3 separate regions of the Sus scrofa genome follow, and regions 1 and 3 are each linked to region 2. Evidence: chromatin contacts called from public Hi-C data. All regions are on one chromosome and are shown on one strand. The core of a region is the stretch at or near the end of the contact, and the rest is flanking DNA. Distances in the headings are between cores, read along the strand shown.

Evidence for each region. A called contact is a pair of places that touch in the nucleus more often than the background predicts.
Region 1: a contact with region 2 is called in a Hi-C map of liver, with 6 times the contacts expected there. The contact joins the enhancer-like site here to the promoter of BHLHE22 in region 2. A contact is called at or near these places in 6 of 47 Hi-C or Micro-C datasets (embryonic fibroblasts, fetal heart ventricle, heart right ventricle and 1 more) and 1 of 2 datasets of contacts at active chromatin or transcription factors (skeletal muscle).
Region 3: a contact with region 2 is called in a Hi-C map of liver, with 4 times the contacts expected there. The contact joins the enhancer-like site here to the promoter of BHLHE22 in region 2. A contact is called at or near these places in 4 of 47 Hi-C or Micro-C datasets (embryonic fibroblasts, fetal skeletal muscle, heart right ventricle and 1 more) and 1 of 2 datasets of contacts at active chromatin or transcription factors (skeletal muscle).

What each region holds. Positions count from the first base shown.
Region 1 is chr4:69,338,745-69,341,902 of Sscrofa11.1, reverse strand. All of the region lies in intron 3 of LOC110260285 (a long non-coding RNA gene), which reads right to left. All of the region lies in intron 6 of LOC102167557 (a long non-coding RNA gene), which reads left to right. Among named protein-coding and RNA genes, the nearest start is that of ARMC1, 360 kb to the right of the region's middle. Within about 2 kb of position 1,427, at least 4 of the 83 cell types and tissues checked have an H3K27ac peak or open chromatin away from gene starts, as enhancers often do. A contact at or near this core is called in liver, where this site is marked.
Region 2 is chr4:69,802,071-69,805,188 of Sscrofa11.1, reverse strand. It overlaps BHLHE22 (class E basic helix-loop-helix protein 22), which reads left to right and starts at 1,814. Exons shown (of 1, transcript XM_003481394.4): 1 at 1,814-3,118. The coding sequence starts at 1,880. The coding sequence ends at 2,989.
Region 3 is chr4:69,499,911-69,503,059 of Sscrofa11.1, reverse strand. The region is part of intron 4 of LOC110260285 (a long non-coding RNA gene); the gene reads right to left. The region is part of intron 3 of LOC102167557 (a long non-coding RNA gene); the gene reads left to right. Among named protein-coding and RNA genes, the nearest start is that of BHLHE22, 300 kb to the left of the region's middle. Within about 2 kb of position 1,634, at least 3 of the 83 cell types and tissues checked have an H3K27ac peak or open chromatin away from gene starts, as enhancers often do. A contact at or near this core is called in liver, where this site is marked.

The sequences.
Region 1 (3,158 bases), core at 178-2,677, 460 kb after region 2:
AAGCCCGCATGTGTCAAAAGTTGCAAAGTTAGAAAACTTAATGAAGTGAGGAAAACTCACTGGTGAGTGAAACTTCATTCAGTCAGCACACAATGATTGAAGGAACCGTTACTTATTCACATACATTCAGTGAACACCCACTCTGTGCCAGCAAGAATGGGCCAGGTGTTATAGTCTAAAGGGCATGGTACTCTTATGGTGCGCACAGCCTAGAAGAAGAGACAGACCAATAAAATAGATATGCGTGCTTCAGGATGATGAGCAACCGGAGAGTGACAGGGCTGGCTGAGCGCTTGTGGGAGGGCTTTAAGAAGGCTTCCCCAGACAGTGACTCCTCAACTGCACTGTAAAGGCTGAGAAAGTGCCAACAGCGAAGGAGAGAGTTGACGGAGCTTTTCGGAGGCTAGGAGCTGGCCTGGGAAAGATGGAGAGGAACATTTTAGAAGGTGTGGCATATTCAGAACTATGTGTCAGTCCAGGCGGGAATGTAAGACTGAGTAAACATATGTTTTCTGTTTTTAATATTTTCATCTTCCGCAAGGAAAAAAGCTAACAGAAGGGGAGAAGTCTCAGAAGAATGAAATAAATAATATCAGTTTCTGGTCCTGTTTCCTGAGGTGTGAAGAGTACATTGACCAAACTAACTTGTTCTCCAACCCTGTGACCTTCGGCAATTGTCCACAGTCTCACCGCTAAGGGACATGTTGGAGATGACACCTTGCTGAAAATTTGCATTTCCTGTGAAAATTTAATTTAGCATGTTTCTATTAAAACTATTTAATTCTTTAAAACACAAAGTAGCAAATAGCATCTTTAAAAAGAGAGGTTTCAGTGCATATTTTAAAACTTTTTATTAGAAGAGCATCATAGATTCAGTACAGAAATTAAATTCAGAGAAAGGTGAGGTGGCCTGGATAACGGACCCCTTGCCCCCAATATATCTAGGTTCTAACTCCTGGAAGCTGTAAATGTTACCTCATATGGCAAAAGGGACTTTACAGGTATGGTTAAGTTAAAGATCCTGAGATGGGGAGCTTTTCCTAGATTATACGAGTGGGCCCTAACTGTAATCATAAGGTTTTCTTTTTTTCTTTTTACGGCTGCACCTGGGGCATATGGAAGTTCCCAGGCTAGGGGTCGAATAGGAGCTGCAGCTGCCAGCCCACACCACAGCCAGAGCAACACCAGATCCAAGCTACATCTGTGAAGTAAGTTGCAGCTCGCAGCAACGCCAGATACTTAATGCGCTGAGTGAGGCCAGGAATTGAACCCACATCCTCAGAGAGATAGCATCAGGATCTTAACCCACTGAGCCACAATGGGAACTCCTGTAGTCATCTGTTTTGTTGTAAGAGAAGTAGAGGGGGGATGGGACTACAGAGGAAGAAGGCAGCCCTGCGAAAGCAGAAGCAAGATAAGCATTGCTGGCTTTAAGATGCAGGAAGGAGGGAGGGGCCCAAGAGTGCAGGCAGCCCCTAGAAGCTAGAGCAGTTAAGGAAGGAATCCTTTCCCAGAGACCAGGAGGGAGCCAGCTTCGTAACACTTTGACTTCAGCTCATTGAAACTGATTTTGGGCTTTGGATCTCCAGAAGGCTAAGAAAATGCTTTCATGTAGTTTTAAGCCACTAAGTTTGTGGCAATTTGTGATGGTGTCAATAGCAAACCAATGAAAAGAGCAAATAAAAAATTTTATAAAATTTTCACACATGAGAGCAGCCACAAATACATTACAGGAAAAATCATTATTTGTAGGCTAGAATGCTTAAAGTACAGGCCACGATGTGAATTTTAACCATGCTCCACTACTTTTTCTTATAAAAATTAACAAATGTTTATGTTTGTGGGAAAGCACACCAAATCAGTACACACAGTTCCAAAAAGAAGGCGGAGGAGTTCCCAGTTGGCCTGGCAGGTTAAGGATCTGGCATTGTCACTGCTGTGGTGTGAGTTTGATCCCTGGTCTGTGAACTTCTGCATGCTGTGGGCATGGCCAAAAAAAAAAAAAAAAAGGCAGAGGCCAGGGATGGAAAATTAAGGTCGAATACTATAACTTATTCAATAGTCTTGTCTCATTCACTAAATCTGTTGAGAAATTACTTTAAATGCTAGCAATAAGGTATTGTTTAAATATTTATAATTATTTGCCTTGTAAGAATATTCCTTTTAGAGTGATTCATTCAATAAACATTTACTGACTGAGTCTTTTGGGATAAAGCAGTGATCTAAATAGTCTTAAGCTTCTATAAGGAGTTCATATTCTTGGAAACTAGACCAAAATGTCAATATAAATTTCAATGTCATGAATGCTCTGTAGAACAGTGAGAAGAGATACCAAGAAAAATGGCATGTTTATAGTATATTCAGATTTTCAAATATTTATCTCCATGACATGCTGTCAGAATTTACACTCTCAGTTAATGGGCTTTATTCACACAACACAGCCTATTTCTCCTCAAGTTCATGGAAATGACTTAGCAAATGGCAATGGCTCAAAATTAATAAGGGAAAGACAATCTTAGAAACTCTCCAGTCCTGTTCCTTCCTTCCTTCCTCCTTGGTCCTGGATCTTGCTGTGGAAGGCTGTTTCGGCCAGAAGTCAGAATGTTCCCAAAATGCTAATGCCGTGGGTGGGATGTTTGAGGTGAGGAGGAATAAAGAAGTTGAGGAACAATGACTCCTTCACTGCAGTTAAGGAAGGAATCCTTTAATTCAGCTCTCCTCTTAGGAAGCAAACAGCATTGAGTTGTTTAGTTACTCAAAGCGACATTTAAGTAGTGCCTGGAGGTAGTTCTTGGGTGGCTGTGTTTTTATTGTCCAGAATCCATGTTTTCAACCAACCAGTGGGTGCCAGGAGCTAGCTGAGCCAGGCAGCTGTAGCATCGGACTACCGACAATGGACTCAGGGTGGACTGACTGAAGGGAATAAAAGCTCTGAAGTGTCAAATATAAAAATATTTGAATAGAGGTTTGAAAGAGTCCCAGGTCAAGAGAGCCCTGGGTCATCTGAGAATCAGTGCTGTGGATATTATGCAAACTATGACATCGTTCAGTTTTAAGCTAGAATCTAGTTGTGAATAAGATTAAATTCTTATTTCATTTTAGAGCCACAGAGTGTGCTTTTATGTCTCTCTACGTAACTTTCTTCATGATTCACATGT
Region 2 (3,118 bases), core at 565-3,064:
ACCTCATTTGTGAATCTATTACAGAGATTAATAGATTATTTCTCCTTTTTCAACTAATTCTCAGTGGGGAAATTTAACCATATGGTAAGGAGAGAATTAGAATTTCATCACATTAGAGCAAAATGTAATGAAAAGAGTCCAACACCTGGGGCCAACTCTGAAAGCCACAATTAAAAGGTTTTTAATGAGACCAGAGAAACCCAAAATTTCATAGGCTTCAGTAATTCTGCCACATAAGAAAGATTTATTGGCGGTGTTGGGAAATATTGTTTTTACTTATGTCATAAGGATGAAAACCAGCCGCTAAATACCATGTACTCCCAGACATGGGACGCAGGAGCTGGAGGACCGCGTGTACTGTTTCCCATCCTGAGAGGAGCACTTGTTTTCACACTTCTCCCTTTGCTCTTCCTCCAAAAACAACCGCAGCAGACTCAGACGTCCCTGAATGGCTTCCTTGCTGCGGCGGCGACATTTCCAGCTAAATAAATATGCACAAATGCCCCACTTGGTTCGTGAGAGGATTTGACTCCTGGTGAAGTTGACTATTCTAAAACAACTGGATTTTAATCTTGAAGAAAGTTTCAGCAAACAGTTCTTTCCTGTTTAGGAAATCCCTGTGCTTCATAACCACCATCACTGGAACAGCTATTTGGAGACCGCGGCAAAAGCGCACCCCCCCCCTTAAAAAAATCTAATGGGCTGCATAATCACCTTGCTCTTTATTTTGTTTTGTTTTCCCAATCTGGGACGGGAATGGGCAAGGGGGAGGGGGGCTAGGGCGGAATAAAGCAGTGTGTTCAAGTTGGGTGGGGGGGCGATTGCTTTGGTCCCTTACTAGCTAAAAATCTTGGGGGCAAGCCAGCGGGGACACCACAGGGACACCACCTGCCCCCCCCCCAAAGTCCCATCTCCAATCTAGACCAGAGTCATCCTATGAACAAGGGTGGAGTAGCGTCTCGCCTGGAAGGGCCATGTGGCACAAGATGAGACCGCAGTGGCGAGGGAAGGGCAGTGGGGGGTGGGGTACGGGGGGGGACGTCTGCTTTCCATGGGACTCCCGGGCTTCGCCGCAGATCCACAATTTGCTGAAGGAGCAAAGAACATCCTCGGCTCTAAGTAGGGCTTTTAGTGTGCTCATTGATGAGTGAAAGTCGCCACACATGTCAAGCTAAAGGCAGTTGTTGGGTTACTAACAGGACCCAGCGCCTTGCAAACATATGCGCTAAGCTGTGTATACAGATGGCAGGCAGAATAATGGAGCAGGCGCCTTTTATAAAGCGCTAGCTGCTGCCTGTCTTCAGACCTGGGAAATGAAACTATTCAGACTCGCGGCCAGATAGCGCCTGCGATTGTTTGTTACCGTTTTAATCCTATTAATTAAAACGTTAACCTGATTGGGTAGAAAGCGCTGTCCCAACAGGCGACTCTTCTTCATAATAACCTACTCAGAGATAATGATGTAAAAGACTCCCCCGTCTGTGGCAGCGGCTGGTTGATGGGTCCGGAAATCTCTTGAAGGTGAATCCAAGCAAGATAAACGGTGCGGAGAGGAGGCGCGGGGCTGGGCTCAGAGCGGCGGCGGCGGCGGCTCCACTCCCTCCGCGCCCACCCTCCCACCATGCGGGGCCGCGGCCCATGGTGAGCCCCAGCAGCCAGCACCACCGGCTGGAGACGAAGAGGAAGAAGAAGAGGAGGCGGCGAGCGCGGGGGAAGGCGAAAAAGAAAAAGAAGGGGAGAGGGCTGCACTCAGCACCGGGACCGACGCACGCACCAGCCCCGGAGCCCGGCTCGGGTGCGTCTTCGGCGCCGCCTGCCTCCCGAGCCGAGGCGGCGGCGGCCGGCGCGGCGGGCCCGGGCTGCGCGCCGGCGCCGGACCATGGAGCGCGGGCTGCACCTCGGCGCGGCCGCCGCGGGCGAAGACGACCTCTTCCTGCACAAGAGCCTGAGCGCCTCCGCCGCCAAGCGCTTAGAGGCGGCTTTCCGCTCCACGCCCCCGGGCATGGACCTGTCCCTGGCGCCGCCGCCTCGGGAGCGCCCGGCGTCCTCCTCCTCGTCGCCCCTGGGCTGCTTCGAGCCGGCTGACCCCGAGGGGGCAGGGCTGCTGCTGCCGCCGCCCGGGGGAGGCGGCGGTGGCGGCGCGGGAGGAGGCGGCGGCGGCGGCGGGGTGGGCGTCCCGGGGCTGCTGGCGGGCTCTGCCGGCGTTGGGGGCGACCCTAGCCTGAGCAGCCTGCCGGCCGGGGCCGCCCTATGCCTCAAATACGGCGAGAGCGCCAGCCGGGGCTCGGTGGTCGAGAGCAGCGGCGGCGAGCAGAGCCCCGACGACGACAGCGACGGCCGCTGCGAGCTGGTGCTGCGGGCCGGGGGCGCCGACCCGCGGGCCTCCCCGGGCGCGGGAGGCGGCAGCGCCAAGGCGGCCGAGGGCTGCTCCAACGCCCACCTCCACGGCGGCGCCAACGCCCCCCCGGGGGGCCCGGGCGGCGGCGGAGCAGGCGGCGGGGGTGGTGGCGGCAGCGGCGGCAGCGGCGGCAGCGGCGGCAGCAGCAAGAAATCCAAAGAGCAAAAGGCGCTGCGGCTCAACATCAACGCCCGGGAGCGCCGGCGGATGCACGACCTGAACGACGCGCTGGACGAGCTGCGCGCGGTGATCCCCTACGCGCACAGCCCCTCGGTGCGGAAGCTCTCCAAGATCGCCACGCTGCTGCTCGCCAAGAACTACATCCTCATGCAGGCGCAGGCCCTGGAGGAGATGCGGCGCCTCGTCGCCTACCTCAATCAGGGCCAGGCCATCTCGGCCGCCTCGCTGCCCAGCTCCGCGGCGGCGGCGGCGGCGGCCGCTGCCCTGCACCCGGCTCTCGGCGCCTACGAGCAGGCTGCCGGCTACCCTTTCAGTGCCGGGCTGCCCCCGGCCGCCTCCTGCCCGGAGAAGTGCGCCCTGTTCAATAGCGTCTCTTCCAGCCTCTGCAAACAGTGCACGGAGAAGCCTTAAACGCCCCCCTCCCCGGAAAAAAAAAAAAAACAGCAAAACACAAGACCGACCCCCAAGCTAGAGGAAAGTGAAAAGCTGCCCCCACCCCCCTTATTTGGTCCTCTCGTAGTTGTGAAACACTTGCAGAGC
Region 3 (3,149 bases), core at 385-2,884, 300 kb after region 2:
GTATTTTGTTCTTTTTGATGCTATTTTAAATTGGATTTATTTCTTAATTTCTTTTTTGGAGAGTTAATTGTTAATGTATAGAAATGGAACTGATTTTTGTATTTTGATTTCATTTCCTGCAATTTTAGTGTATTCATTTATTAGTTCCATTAGTTTTATGGATGGAATCTTGAGGATTTTATATGTATAAATTTATGTCATCAGCACACAGGTAATTTTACTTCTTTCTTTCCAGTTTGAATGCCTTTTACTTACGTTTCTTTACTAATAACTCTGGCTAAAACTTCCAGTGCTGAGGTGAATATAAGTGGCAAGAGTGAGCATCCTTGCTTTGTTTCTGATTTTGGAGGAAAAGCTTTCAGTTTTTCACCACTGAGTATGATGTTACCAATGGGAAATTTTTACAGTTACATAATGGGATATCTTGAACTTTAACTTAGAATAATCTACCTGGCAAAGTTATCAATCAGAATTGAAGGAGAAACAAAGAGTTTTCCAGACAGGCAAAAGCTAAAGGAGTTTATCACCACTAAAACAGCCTTACAAAAATGTTAAAGGTAGTTAACATAATAAAGTCCCTAAGCTGAAAATAAAGGCCACTAATTGATAACAAGAAAACATGTAAAAGATTAAATATTACTGGAAAAGCTTCAACAAAAAGATGACAGTTGAACCGGAATATGCATGAAAAAAAAAAAAAGGTTCTAAACTTCTTTTTAAACTTTCTCTTTCAGACAGGTAATATTGATTCATTGTATTCTATCCAATAAATTGAGCATTTGTTTTCATTTGAAGTGTAGGAGCTGTGGTAACAAATTATAAAGCATTTGGTGGTCACGATCAAGTTAACACAGCTGACTCAAGTAGCCCAATTAAGCATATTCCCGGCAAGGTATTGGTTTCTAGCTTTTCTTATTTATAGGAAACCAAGAGTGTGTGTACTGATTATTTAGTTTTTCTAGCCATTCAGATATGACAGTGTCTTCACAGAGATAGGATGTGGGAGATTATTTCACAATGACTGAGGATTTAATAATTTATAAATGAACTAAGATAGCATCACTTCTAGATTACCCCCCCTGCTTAATCTGAACTTGATGTTGGACTAACTAAATTGTTGGGAGATCAGTGGAGATAGTATCCATTTTCCTCATGGCTCTTTTTGGTGCCTGGATCAGACTTTCTCTTGGACCAACAGACTCTTAACACCTCTTCTGGAATTGATTCCAACCGATGATGAGCTACATCTGGCCTGTGAAATGAAAATAGCAAAACCTTTGATTGAGTCCAAGTTAAGTGGATCTACATCATCTGCTCAGTCAGCTTTTGCCAAGATGAATGATGCTGTGTCAGTGTTCCATAATTTCAGAGGTGGATTTCCCCTTTTTGAAAACACAGTGTTTTCCTTTGTATAGGCAATGAAAGGAAAAAAAAAAACTGAAAAAACTGCCGTGTGTGAAAATGCATTTTGGCTCCTCGATATATTTGGAAATGAAACCCTAAAATAATCCTATTTTAGCCTTTTTTTCTTTCTCTTGGATCTCCGCCAGCCTGGCCCTTATCAGGTTGCACAAGGGGGCACTGTAGCTGTGAAGGTTCTGGGGAAGTGATTCATTTCCTTGCTTCCTAGTATCAGAAGAGTCTAAATAGGAGAAGAATGTGATGGAAAAGGAGAGAGCCGATACCTTTCAAAGGCTGTGAGTGTTTCCCAGTTGTTAACTCCCAGCTCAGATTCAAAAGTATTTACTCCAAGAAGAACACAAATGGTGGCAATGAGCAAAGGGAGAAGGGCAAGAAACTTGTAGTTTATTTTACAGGTTTGTCCAGTTTCCCCCATAGAAGAGCAACAAGCACAGAAAGGGCAATGAACTGAAAATGGATATTTTTGAAACTTGGGAAACCACCCAGCTTTGGGACTAGTGGCCATGTAGGAGACTACAGTTCAAATCACAGTGACTAAAGGCCATTCTGAGCCCAGCAGATCTCCATGGGGAGAGAGGGAGGCTGGGAATTTTGGTGTTATGATTGCTGAAGCATCGCAGTAAGATCGTTTCAGATAATTTAATAATAGCATGTGTTGTAATGTTGTAATTAGTGGTATAACCCCTCTCCCACAGGTCCTGCCAATCTATGACACAAATGATGTTATATTTACATTACTTTCCAAGTTCTATCTGCATGTTGATCCCATCAGACTAACTTTAGGTGTCCATCTCTGTAGAGATTTTCTAAGTTACTTAGGAGATATCGGGGTTCCACATTAATTTCCATCGCCAAAGCATGATCTAGGTTTTTACTTCCTGGTTCTGTGTCCTTGTATAGTTCTTTAAGAGCCTCTAATGACATTTTTCTCTTCTTTCTTCTTCAATTAACTTTATCCTTAACCAGACAGAATACAAGAGATTCTTCAGTTGTCTTGTAAAGACTGAACTGTCACAGTAACATTTAACTCTAAATAGCTCCTTCTGTCACTCGCATTAATTTAGCTGTGTTCACTGTATCCATTTTCTTAACCCCTCTCTGTACTGCAATAAATTATCTAACAACAAATAAATAAAAATAGACCTGAGAAGTCTAATGAGTTTGAAAGGAAACCAGTTAATGAGCTGCAGGCTGAGGTTAATCAGAGCTTGGAAAATTAAAAAATTACTTTAAAATATATACATATAATGTATATAAACTATATGTATATATTATAACATATACATTATATGTATATAAACTATAACATACTCCTAAATTTACATAGGTTAATCAGAGCTTGGAAAATTAAAAAATTACTTTAAAATATATACATATAATGCATATAAACTATATGTATATATTATAATATATACATTATATGTATATAAACTATAACATACTCCTAAATTTACATACACATTGTAAAAATTACTTTTTAAAGTAATGATTAAGTTGAAGAAATGCAGAATCATCACTGGGATCAATAAAAAGCAGAATTGCCAATGTAGATAATAGAGCAGGGGAATCTGGAGGATAAACTTGAAATGCTTTCTCAGAACTCAGAGAAAAAGTCCCTCCCCCCCAAAAAAATAATGGGACAGTTTTTAAAGATATAGCCTGGAGATTCAATACACAAACAAGGTTTCTAAAGAAAAATTATGAACTAAATCTCAGTAATTATGGCG